2 separate regions of the Gossypium hirsutum genome follow, and region 2 is linked to region 1. A link is a contact called in public Hi-C data. All regions are on one chromosome and are shown on one strand. The core of a region is the stretch at or near the end of the contact, and the rest is flanking DNA. Distances in the headings are between cores, read along the strand shown.

Evidence for each region. Hi-C and Micro-C count contacts between places; a contact is called where the count stands out from the background.
Region 2: a contact with region 1 is called in a Hi-C map of fibers, with 2.3 times the contacts expected there. The contact joins the promoter of LOC107934782 here to the enhancer-like site in region 1. A contact is called at or near these places in 12 of 34 Hi-C or Micro-C datasets (anther, callus, fibers and 2 more).

What each region holds. Positions count from the first base shown.
Region 1 is chrA01:49,404,989-49,410,607 of Gossypium_hirsutum_v2.1, reverse strand. It overlaps the pseudogene LOC107934780. Among protein-coding and RNA genes, the nearest start is that of TRNAR-CCU, 2.9 kb to the left of the region's middle. Within about 2 kb of position 2,782, at least 2 of the 9 cell types and tissues checked have an H3K27ac peak or open chromatin away from gene starts, as enhancers often do. A contact at or near this core is called in fibers, where this site is marked.
Region 2 is chrA01:49,442,471-49,448,089 of Gossypium_hirsutum_v2.1, reverse strand. LOC107934782 (40S ribosomal protein S5-like) reads left to right here and starts at 2,369. Exons shown (of 5, transcript NM_001327383.1): 1 at 2,369-2,445; 2 at 2,532-2,632; 3 at 3,325-3,596; 4 at 3,682-3,885; 5 at 3,980-4,094. The coding sequence starts at 2,534. The coding sequence ends at 4,034.

The DNA of each region.
Region 1 (5,619 bases), core at 1,533-4,032:
TTGGCTACAAGTACAAAACTTAATCACCTGCTTTTTGATTCTTTATGAGTTAAAGACTTTTATATCATTATTTTTAACAAATTTAAAATTTAAATACATGTGCTGCTATTTTATTGATAGTAAGTACAAAATTTAACTCCATCAACCAAGTATTTAGAAATATGTCAAACTTAGTTAATGATTTTTAAGTTGTGATACCAATTAAATAAAAAAATATAAAATAATATAAATTGTCAAATTTAGGAACTAATATATATTTTAATTCTATAAAAAAAGTTTGAAATTTTCTTTAATAGGAATCCTCTCTTTAGAATGTTATAATTTTAAAAATATTTCATATAATTATAATTTCAATTTTTTTATAATTTTAGAAAATAAATTATGAATTTTAAATATTTTTAGATTCTTTTAAATTTCTTTAGAATTATTTTTAAAAAAAATTAAAAGTATTAAAATAATATTTTGACTATGATTTAAGGTTAAATTAAATACCAACCTCTTGAATTAATGAACCATATCATCATTTTATTGAAGGAATAATAAAAATTAATGAATTAATAATTAAAATATGACATCTCAATAACATTAATAACTTTTATGTTAGTTCTAAAATTGAAAGAGTAAAATATAATTTTAATTTTACCCAAAATATTTTACGTTGCATTTCCCTTGATTATCTTTTACTGTTGGAATTTCCCTTGAATTTCAGTAAAATAATTATCCTATAATGAAGCGGAAACAAATATACCTACTAGTGATGGCAAGTGACGTGAAACCCTTCCCACATGTTTATGTTATGATTTCATTAAATTTTATAAAAAAAATCCATATGAGATTAGAATATACTTTAAACTTTGAATTTTTCATTAATTTAAAATTTTTATATTTTTATTTTTAATAATTATTTCATTTATTTTTTGAATTTTAAAATATATCATTAATTTTTTTGTTAAATTAATTAGTGTGACATTTAAAAAAGAATTCATTTGATAGCTATTTAATCAAAAAATGTCATTTGAAATGTACACGACACGACTTTATGAAAAAACTTTTAACGGTGTTGGCAATTGTAGTTGCAAATTTTAAATCTAAAAAATAAAGTGATTAAATTCCTAAAAACATAAATAAAAATTTAAATTTACAAAGAGTATTTGGGATATATTTTAACCGATATATAATTATATTAAACATAAAGAATATACATCAAATTATAATTATATCATATTTTAAATAATGAGTAGAATCTAAATAACAATTGCGCATGATGAAATTTTGGAGATCCACGCATATAGTTGAGTACAATAAATTTTGAATTTAGACACTCAAAACTTAAAGTCTTCACCTTAACAATCTAAGCCAATGCCTTATTAACTATCAATACTAAAGTTTAATATAAAACTTAAAATTATCCATCTCCTATCAATCCTTAAATAAAAAAAATAAATGTGTTTAAACTCAGGTATTTCTGGATTAACAATTACGCTGATATCAATTAAGTGTTTTAGAATGTAATTTTAATATATGCAATTTTAATAACATAAACTTTTACAATTTTCTAAGACAACATAATTTAAAGGCCGCCTGATTAGAACGAACCAAAAGCGAGTTCGACGATAGCAAATATATATATAAAATAAAATCAATTTGTATTTATTTTTAATTAGACTTCAAGAAAAATTCAGAAGAGCTAATCTTTAGCGCCATCATTATTTTACTAGATTTTTTGTTGACTATTATTTGAGATAAAACTTCAGTAATTCTATTTTTTTTATTTTAAAAAAATCTGATACATCATTAGTTGGTTGGATATATTTCATAACGATTTTTTTTGCCTGTATTTTCTAAAGCAATTTCCTCATAGAAATTAAACTCATTAAATAAAGGAGAAAAAAAAAATGAGATGATGGATACGAAAATCAGATCACAAAGGAAGGTGAATAAAAAAACAAACTACACCACCTTCCAACAAACAAATATCCAAAAAGTGAAAGTTAGGGTTTCCACTTTCCTTCTTCTTTTTCATTATTTTCCCTCCTGATTTTCTTTTCCCCCAAACACTACTATTCGACGGATACGGTTTTTCTATCCGAAGATATTTTTTTGTCGATTGTTCTCGCTATCAGACGATTCGTTTTCTTTCGAAGAAGAAGATTGATAAAATTAGAAACAAAAAAGGCCTTGAATTTTCTTCTCTAGAGGTTTATTTTCCCGGGAAAATTGGCTTCCTCTATTTCCCAGCTCTACCTGTCTTAGCTTCCAAGGTTAGATTCATACTTTTCCTTCTCTCTTCTTCTTGATAAAACTTGCACATTATTTATTTGTTTTTATTCCTGTAAATTTTATATCCAAAAGGGATCTTTTAGTTGCTCACCTTTCATTATTTTTTTCAGGAAGTTTGCTTTGTGCTTGATTTATCGGGGGAGGAATTTACGTAGCTGGTGGGTGGAGTAAAAAAAGGGAGGGAAAATATTCATTGGAGGATCTAAGATTCAAGATAGAGAGAACTTTAATATTCTTTAGATTTTTTTTTTGAATTTAATTGTCAGTAAATAATTCGATTGCTTGAGTTTGAATGCATATATTGGTATATGGAGTCAGAAGTATTTTCACCTCCGATTCCAAGAGATTTGGTGAAATGTTGTGATTGCAATTGTACTACCTGTTCTTTGATTAGTGATCCTCCGAGCACTTGGTTTCGCACTGTGAAACGCAAATTCGATGAGTTTGAGAACTTCAACAAGTTTTATGTTCCGGGGTTTGATCTATACTCTAACCCCAAAGTCCAAATTGAGAATGAATGTGCTGCTTTGCGGGAGACGGTTAGCAGCCAACAGGCCACAATACAAGATTTGTATAGAGAATTGGAGGAAGAGAGAAATGCTTCATCATCGGCAGCTACTGAGGCCATGTCGATGATATTGAAGTTGCAGAGAGAGAAGGCAGAGATCCAAATGGAGGCACGGCAATTCAAGTGTTTTGCTGAGGAGAAATGGCACATGACCAACAGGAGATAATGGATTTGGAGGATTTGTTGTATAAGAGAGAGCAGGCTATTCAAGCCCTTACTTGTGAAGCACAGGCTTACAAGCATAGGATGATGAGTTATGGGTTTACGGAGGCAGAGGTTGAAGGTGAGCCGGATGGGCTGATTCGAAATGTGGCTAAGAACTTTGGTGACTCTGTCAATCTTCTTCAATATGATTATCAACCTCCAAAGTGCAATTTGAATGAGAATCCTGGTGATGATGTTGAAGATATTGAGAAATATGCATTTGGTGAAACCCCTTGTGCCCGAAAACACTTGAGGAATCTGGAGCAAAGGATCTGCCAAATTGAGAGGAATCCAAGCAGCAGTCAGCTGAGTGAACTGGATGGATATTTCCCTGGAACAAAGAATGTTCCAGAGAAGGTAATAGTTGGTCACTCTCCTAGGCAATCAAGACATTCAAGGAGGCTTTCAAGTGATAGTTCAACCACGTTCCTCGCTAAAGAGATCACTTCAGAGTTTACAGGTAATTCTCCCAGGTTCATTTCAGAAATGGACAAGATTTCCAGCTCAGGAAGAATGGATAATGCTTCTGAAGTTGGAGATGATATGAGTGACAGAGTTTATACTATTGATTCTATCCATACTGGGGTTCCATATAAGGGAACCCCTGAGCCCAAACCTGGAGTTGGAGATTGTGTTGATTATGCAGACACTCCAAGGGATGCACTTAATCTGCCTGATGGATGTGATCCCAATATCAAGAAACTCTATACAAGGCTTCAGGCCCTTGAGGCTGATAGGGAATCAATGAGACAAGCAATAATATCAATGCGAACTGACAATGCACAGTTGGTATTATTGAAAGAAATAGCTCAACAGTTGTGCAAGGAAATGCCCCCTGAAAGACAATTGACCGTGAGGAAGCCATCTATTCTTGGAAGCCTTCCCTTCATGTCATTCTTCAAGGTAATATTTGTTTACATGAGGATGAAGTGTTCTGTTTTATGCATATTTTAAACCATCTAGTGCTGTTATTGACATTCTCATGTCTGTTTATTTTGCGTTCTACAATCTCATGTTCATTAATTCTTGAATTTTTACAATATAGTTTGGCTTTTTTTACTTAGTGCACTCTGTAGTAACTGTTCATTTATTGGTAGTGTTCTATATGACGGTTGAAATAGATGAAATATGCTATCTCTAAGATGTTTTTCAAGATGAGTTTTATGTTTCCGTCACTAAGTGACAATTTCTTAAAGCTATGCAGAAATGAGTTACATGTTTAATTACTTTGCTTACATGAAGAATAGAAGTAATGAAGGTCACTGTCTGGTTGAATATTGTCTATAGGACATTTCTCGCCCCTCATCTTTATTCTTTCGTTTCATCAAAAGCCTCCCCCTTCTGTTTACTACTCGTATCTCTATTTTTACTTGTGGGCTATTTTTTAGACCATTTTTTATTTTCATTCCTTTAACTCTGATGTTAATTTAGTTCCTGTATAGCAGTCATCTATTGAAGGTTCAAATTGTGGTTGTAATGTAGCTACTCTGAGCATCTTCGGTTTTTTCAACATTTCCACTTAAAAACTTGTTGTCTTTTGATTTTATTTTTTTCAGTGGATTGTGTCCTTTGTTTTCTGGAAGCGGAAAGTTTGTCGAAGCAAGTAAGTAGTATATGTGTTATATACATGGTTACTGTTGGACCTGTTTATGTTTTAAAAGTGACAAATTTGGTTTCTCTGTATAATGTATCTAATGACGAGCATTATTAGGTTTAAACTAACCAAATTTTATTTGCATTTTAAAGCATTTTTATAGTTGGCCATTAAACTGTAGAGATGCAGGTCTAAGGAGGGACATGCATTTAGATTCATAATTTTGTATATTCTTGTATAATTTGTTTTATTATATTCTATATTAGAAACCGACTTTGAAGTTTATTAGCATATAATAATCTAGAGAAATGTTAAATGCTGGAGTTTGGTTCATTTACTTTCATATATTTTCTTTAATCGTATAGGCATCTATATGGATTGTCACCAAACAATGTCGGCTTGCTACTGCTTCTCGACAAGGGTCCACGACTGAGACAGTGGAGATGTCTTTCAAGTACTCAAGTCTGAAACTGATTCAGTTACTTCTCCACAAGAAACCTCTAATCGTAATGGGTTTGAATAAACTATCATGTATAGACTGTGCATCCTTTCTTATGGATTCCTTGGAGCAGCTTTTGGTATATTTTTCAGTGTTCTTTTATTTTACTTTATTTTTTTACGATTGAATACATGTTGCTGCTTGATCAGCAAAAACACAGATGTGGTGAGCATACTCGCTCATATGGTTTGTCAGATTTCAGTTTTAAGGTATGTGTCTATTGCCGATCTCCTACATGTTTAGATTCTTGTATGATTTTTGTTTCTAGTATGCCGTGTTTATTCTTTTATAATCCGAGCAATTGTTAGTTTGCAAGAGTAATTGCTGCTAGTCTCATTGAGATTCATGTTTTAGTTCGCTTGCTTTTCTTTTGGTTTTTCCAAGGTTTTATACTTCATATGCTTTTTTCTTTTTGAAGGAAGAAAAATGGATTATAGAAGAAATATCTCAAAGAACCTCTAGATTCAGGAACTT
Region 2 (5,619 bases), core at 1,120-3,619, 38 kb before region 1:
CAATTCATCATAACATGAATACATTCATATATTGATTCATTTATATTAAAACAAATAGTAAATATTCAATTTAGCTAACATTAAAATGATTACAATTCATACGAACTTACCTCGATAGTTAAGGGCGTAGTAGCGATATCGAACTAATCCGAAGCTTTAGCTTTTCCTCAATTTAGGTTCGATTGTGGTTTACCTTAATCTAAATGGATAATTTCAATTAATCAAGTACTTCTAGAGTTCAATTTAATCCATAACTCATATTTATGCAAAATTAAAAATTTGCTCCTAACATTTTAACTTTTCACAATTTAGTCCTTAAGATCATAACTTAAAATCTAACCATTTTAACCTAAATTCAACTTAACCCATGTTGCAAGGGACCTTAAAGCAACTCATAGTTATAAAAAATTTACAATAAAACCTATAGATTTACACCTTTAATAATTTAATCCCTAATTCCAAAATTCATCAAAAATCATTTAACAAACTTGTTTATTTTTCAACAAAGATTAATAATCTATCAACTAACATCAAAACACATCTAAAAAATCCGTGGCAAGTCCCTCAACCTTTGACAGTTTTGCAAAATAACCCCCAGGCTAGCTAGATTAAGCTAAAATGAACTCAAAAACATAAAAATAATTAAAAACGGGGCTTGGATGCATACCATGCAAGAAGAAATCAAAACTGAAGCTCTCCCCCTCTTTAATGGTGAATTTCGGTCTAGAAAAAATGAAATGAGAAAGATGATAACTTTGTTCCATCTTTCTTTACTTAATTTTTCTTTTAATTATTCAATTATCATTTTAATCTTTAAAAACTATTAAAATTTCATTCAAACCCTGTCCATGCACATCCACTAACACCTTAAATGGTATATTTACCATTCAAGTCCATTAACTTTCATTTCCATAGCCATTTAGCCCTTTTAACTAATAGAACTCAACTTTTATATCTTTTACAATTTAGTCATTTTTACCTAATTAACCATTTAAACATCAAAATTTCCTAACGAACTTTTAATACGACCTTAATATAATCTCGTAGAGTTATAATAAATATTAAAATAATTATTCACTCATCAGATTTGTGGTCCTGTAACCACTGTTTTTGACACCACTGAAAACGAGCTGTTACAGGAAGGAAATAAAAGAGGAGAACCAGAGAGATTCTCTAGAAGAAAAAATAAAGAGGAAATTGTCCCTATACCGTGAAAAATGGAGGATAAAAAAGTAATTAGCTAGCCAAAAGCACTTTTAGCTTAGAAAAAGCTAAAATTTTCAGTTTTTTCAACGGAGGAAAATGACTTTTTTAAACATTAAAAAAGTCACTCAAATGGTGTTTGTTTAGTAGTGCTTTAAAGTCAAAAGTACTTTTTGAGTGAAAAGTGCTTTTTGGAAGCGCAGCTAAACAAACCCGTAAACTACATAATAATACCAGTACGCTTTCATGACTAAACTCTAAAAATTTTGAACACGAGAATAATACTCTTATTATTGTTATTGTTATTATTATTATAAAGCCTAACCTAAATAAGTAGCCTAATAAAAAACTTCATGTATTAATATTGCTTTGTATATCCTCTTTCACCTTTAAATATTAATAATTCTATAATTAATTTGTCTTATTAATTGTTTTGATTAAAGGTGTTTACTGGCCGAGTTTAGTCGGATCTATATAGAGCATTTAGATTAAATTTTCAAGTCGAGGTTCAACTCAAAAAATGGACTCATTTTTTTGTCCAAGTCTGATCCAATTTAAGAAAGGTAATCTCGGACCCAATCCGGTCCACCAATATTTAATTTGTTTTGATAAGCTTTTTATTTAAAAATATTTTTTTAGAAAATATAATCCCTAAATGCATTGAAAAAACATTAAAATAAAAATTTTCTAACCCATTAAAAATAAATTAAAAAATATTTATATTAAAAAACACAAGTAAATGTAATAAATATTATATTGTATTAAATATAGTTTTTAAAATTTTATATTTTGGGTTGGGTTATTTAGTTGGGTAAGTTGTTTTTAGGTTTTGGGTAATAAATTTAATTTTTATTGAATTAGTGATTTAATATAAATACATAAATATTATTTAACATATATAATTAATATAATTTTTATTTTTATAATATAATTAATATAAATAATGTAATTTAAAAAAAAATGGTTTTATTTTACTCATAAAATCATTGAATTATATATTAAAAATGAGTTATTGGGGTAGTTGAAGAATAATTGGGCCGTTCTTTTTTCTCAAAACCCATCCACTAAAAGCCCCAAAATTTGATCCCTTACAATAAAACCCTAACTCGGGACGATGTTTCATATATAACAATTGTTAATTAGGGTTGTTTAATTTCCTCATCTCCGAGCTACCGCTACCAGTGAAAGCCGCACTATTCAGTCTTCGGTCGCCGCTCCCTCTTTCTATCTATTCAATCTGAGGTATTTCTTTTAGCTCTAATTTCTCTCCTAATACTCACTTTGATTCTCTCTTTCTTCAAAATTCATTGTTGTTTTTATTTTCGCAGGTATGGCAATGGCCGTGGCAGCCACCGAGACCAGCAAAGACCCGACCCAACCTAACTACGAAGTCAAGCTTTTCAATCGCTGGTCTTTTGAGGATGTCCAGGTATTTCTTTGCTTAGATCTGATTTTTCTTTCTTTTGCCTCCATGTTTCTTGGTTCTTGTATGAAATGTCTCATTTTATCTTTATACTGCTTCCTGCTAGCTTATCTGCTGAACTTCTTTTGGTCTTTTGGTAACTGGATTTAGTGAAGAGAATAGTTATCTTTTCATCACTGTATCCATCTCTTTGGATTTATTTTTTTAACTTGTCTATATATTTCTGGCATCATAATGATTTTTTTTTGGAATATCAATGCTTATTTTATTTAGCTACTATTTTAATCTCAATTGGAGCTTCCTTTTTGTTTTTTTTTGCTGTTTATGTTAATTCAAAGTTGTAGTTTATGTTCTCCTATGAATTTGTATTTATTCCTGTTCTTCTATTGTAATTTCTCTGAGCAATTGTTTGTCTCGTAGCTTAGTTTAACTTGATAAGTGATAAGCTGCGAAGTATTAGGTTGTCATTCTGAGTGTGAATATGAATTTGAGTTAATGAATTCTGGCTTATGAATTATAGATTTTGAGTTGGTGTTTATGGTTTTAAAATTAGGGCTTATAAATTGTGGTTAATGAATTGGGTTCAATGTCTACAACTATTGATTGGAAAGAATTTGGTTCCTCAATTTGCTGTTCCTTTTGATAATTGTAATTCTTGTTTGCAATGGTACTTGACCCCGAAGATTATTTGGTTTTAGGTTACTGATATCTCTTTGAGTGACTACATTGGTGCCCAAGCTTCGAAGCACGCAACCTATGTGCCGCACACTGCTGGAAGGTACTCAGTGAAGCGTTTCCGGAAAGCTCAATGCCCAATTGTTGAGAGGCTTACGAACTCACTGATGATGCATGGCCGAAACAATGGGAAGAAACTTATGGCAGTTAGGATTGTGAAGCATGCCATGGAAATTATTTATCTCCTGACTGATCAGAACCCAATTCAAGTCATTGTCGATGCTATAATCAACAGGTACCCTATATGACCTTAAGCTTTCATATTTTCTCTTTCAAATGTATCACCAGTTAAACTTGAAGTTAACCTATTGATTTAACAGTGGACCTCGTGAAGATGCTACTCGTATCGGTTCTGCGGGTGTTGTGAGGCGTCAGGCTGTTGATATTTCTCCTCTTCGTCGTGTGAATCAAGCCATCTATCTCTTGACCACCGGAGCACGTGAGTCTGCATTCAGAAACATTAAAACCATTGCTGAATGTTTAGCCGATGAGCTTATTAATGCTGCAAAAGGATCATCGAACAGGTAAATAAAGGACTTTTATGCGTCTCCTTCATGGCTCTTTCGCTTATTTCTGGTGTCATTTCCATCATTGTTGATGGTATTATTGATTGTGCAGCTACGCGATCAAGAAGAAAGATGAAATCGAGAGGGTTGCCAAGGCCAACCGTTGAGGCATTAGACGAGATTATTACACCGTGGGCGGGGAGAATTTCAATTGTTTTAATCAGTACTTTATGGGCTATCTTTTATTTTTGGTGTCCTGGACATGCAATGAGTGTTGTGTTTGCTATCTAAGTTGACAAGTTAGCTTATGTTTAAATTGGAGTTTTTCAGTAGATATTATTAAAATGATAGAATTTTTGCTGATTGATTTGATGAAATGCATGTTTCATTGAATTAAAACATTCACTTTTAACTTGCTTGTGATTTATAATGCAGTAACAATTCATGTTTCCTTCACTGAACTTTTTTATTTTTATTTTTTATTTTAGTTATTTAAATAAATTGAAGTTTCTCTTTTATTGACGTTTTTGTTGTTTTTCTTAATTTCTGTCAAGGTTTTTTTATTTTTGAAAAAGTGTCAATTTTATTATTGATGCCTTTATAGGTCTCTAATATTTTTGCCGATGCCTATCAAATGATTTCTTTACTTTGATATAAAATATCATACGCATGAATTATTTATAAATTAGGAATAGAAAAAATTCAACGTTATATAACTTGCTATGGAATTCAATGGAATAGGGTGAAGTTTCGATGTTAGCTTTTCTATTATGAATAAGTTGACTATTTTATTTTTAAAATTTTTATTTAGTAAATTTATTATTTTTTATAGGGTAAATTATATTGATAATCATTTAGGTATCAATTTTTATCATATAATTATATAAAATAATAAAATGATTATTCAATTAATTTTTTTATTATGTGGTTATTTATAAATTTTGCATAATAATTAATTTGGCCTTTAATGTGTATATATTATCTAATTTTATTTTTTTGGCTTAAATATAAATTTAGTGTCTAAATCTGTCCTCTTCTCTATACTTCACAAGTGACAATATTAAACAATGGCACATGATAGTTGGTTGATCACGATGTAGGTATTATCGTGTGATATAATAAGAATTTTTTTAAGTATTATCATGTGATATAATAAGAATCTTTTTTTTTATAAAGGACACTAAATCATTCATGTTACTTGTTGAGATTGTTTTAAGATGACTCAATCGTGGTGCATAGAATGATAGATGCAAAGTTGATGGTTAGAAACTCAAAATCATTCTAGTTAAGTAATTTCCTAAGAAGTTATGCTTAGGAAGTTATGCTTAAGTTAAAAGGATGATCAAACATGAGGAGATATTAGTAAATGTGAATGTCAAAGGATTTAGGTTCATGGATTAATTGGATGAAAATTCATATTCTTACTAGTTGAATTAAGTGATTATCTCTACTTTATTACATAATGTAACTAGTTGAGCTAAGTGATCTAAACTTGCAAAGAATAGAAATTATCAACATCATTCAAAATTTGCATAAATAAAAGAATTAATCACATAATATCATTGTTGGAGTATGTCCAAAGACCAATCATGTAATAACATACTTGTTTTACCTTATTTATTAATATAAGGCATTGCCATTATTATTACAGTTTCTTTTTTGGGTATATAAATAAACTGTTTTATAACAATGTCCTGAGAATTATATGATTATTCATAAAAGGTCCTTAGTCGAGTATTATTGTGGCTTGGA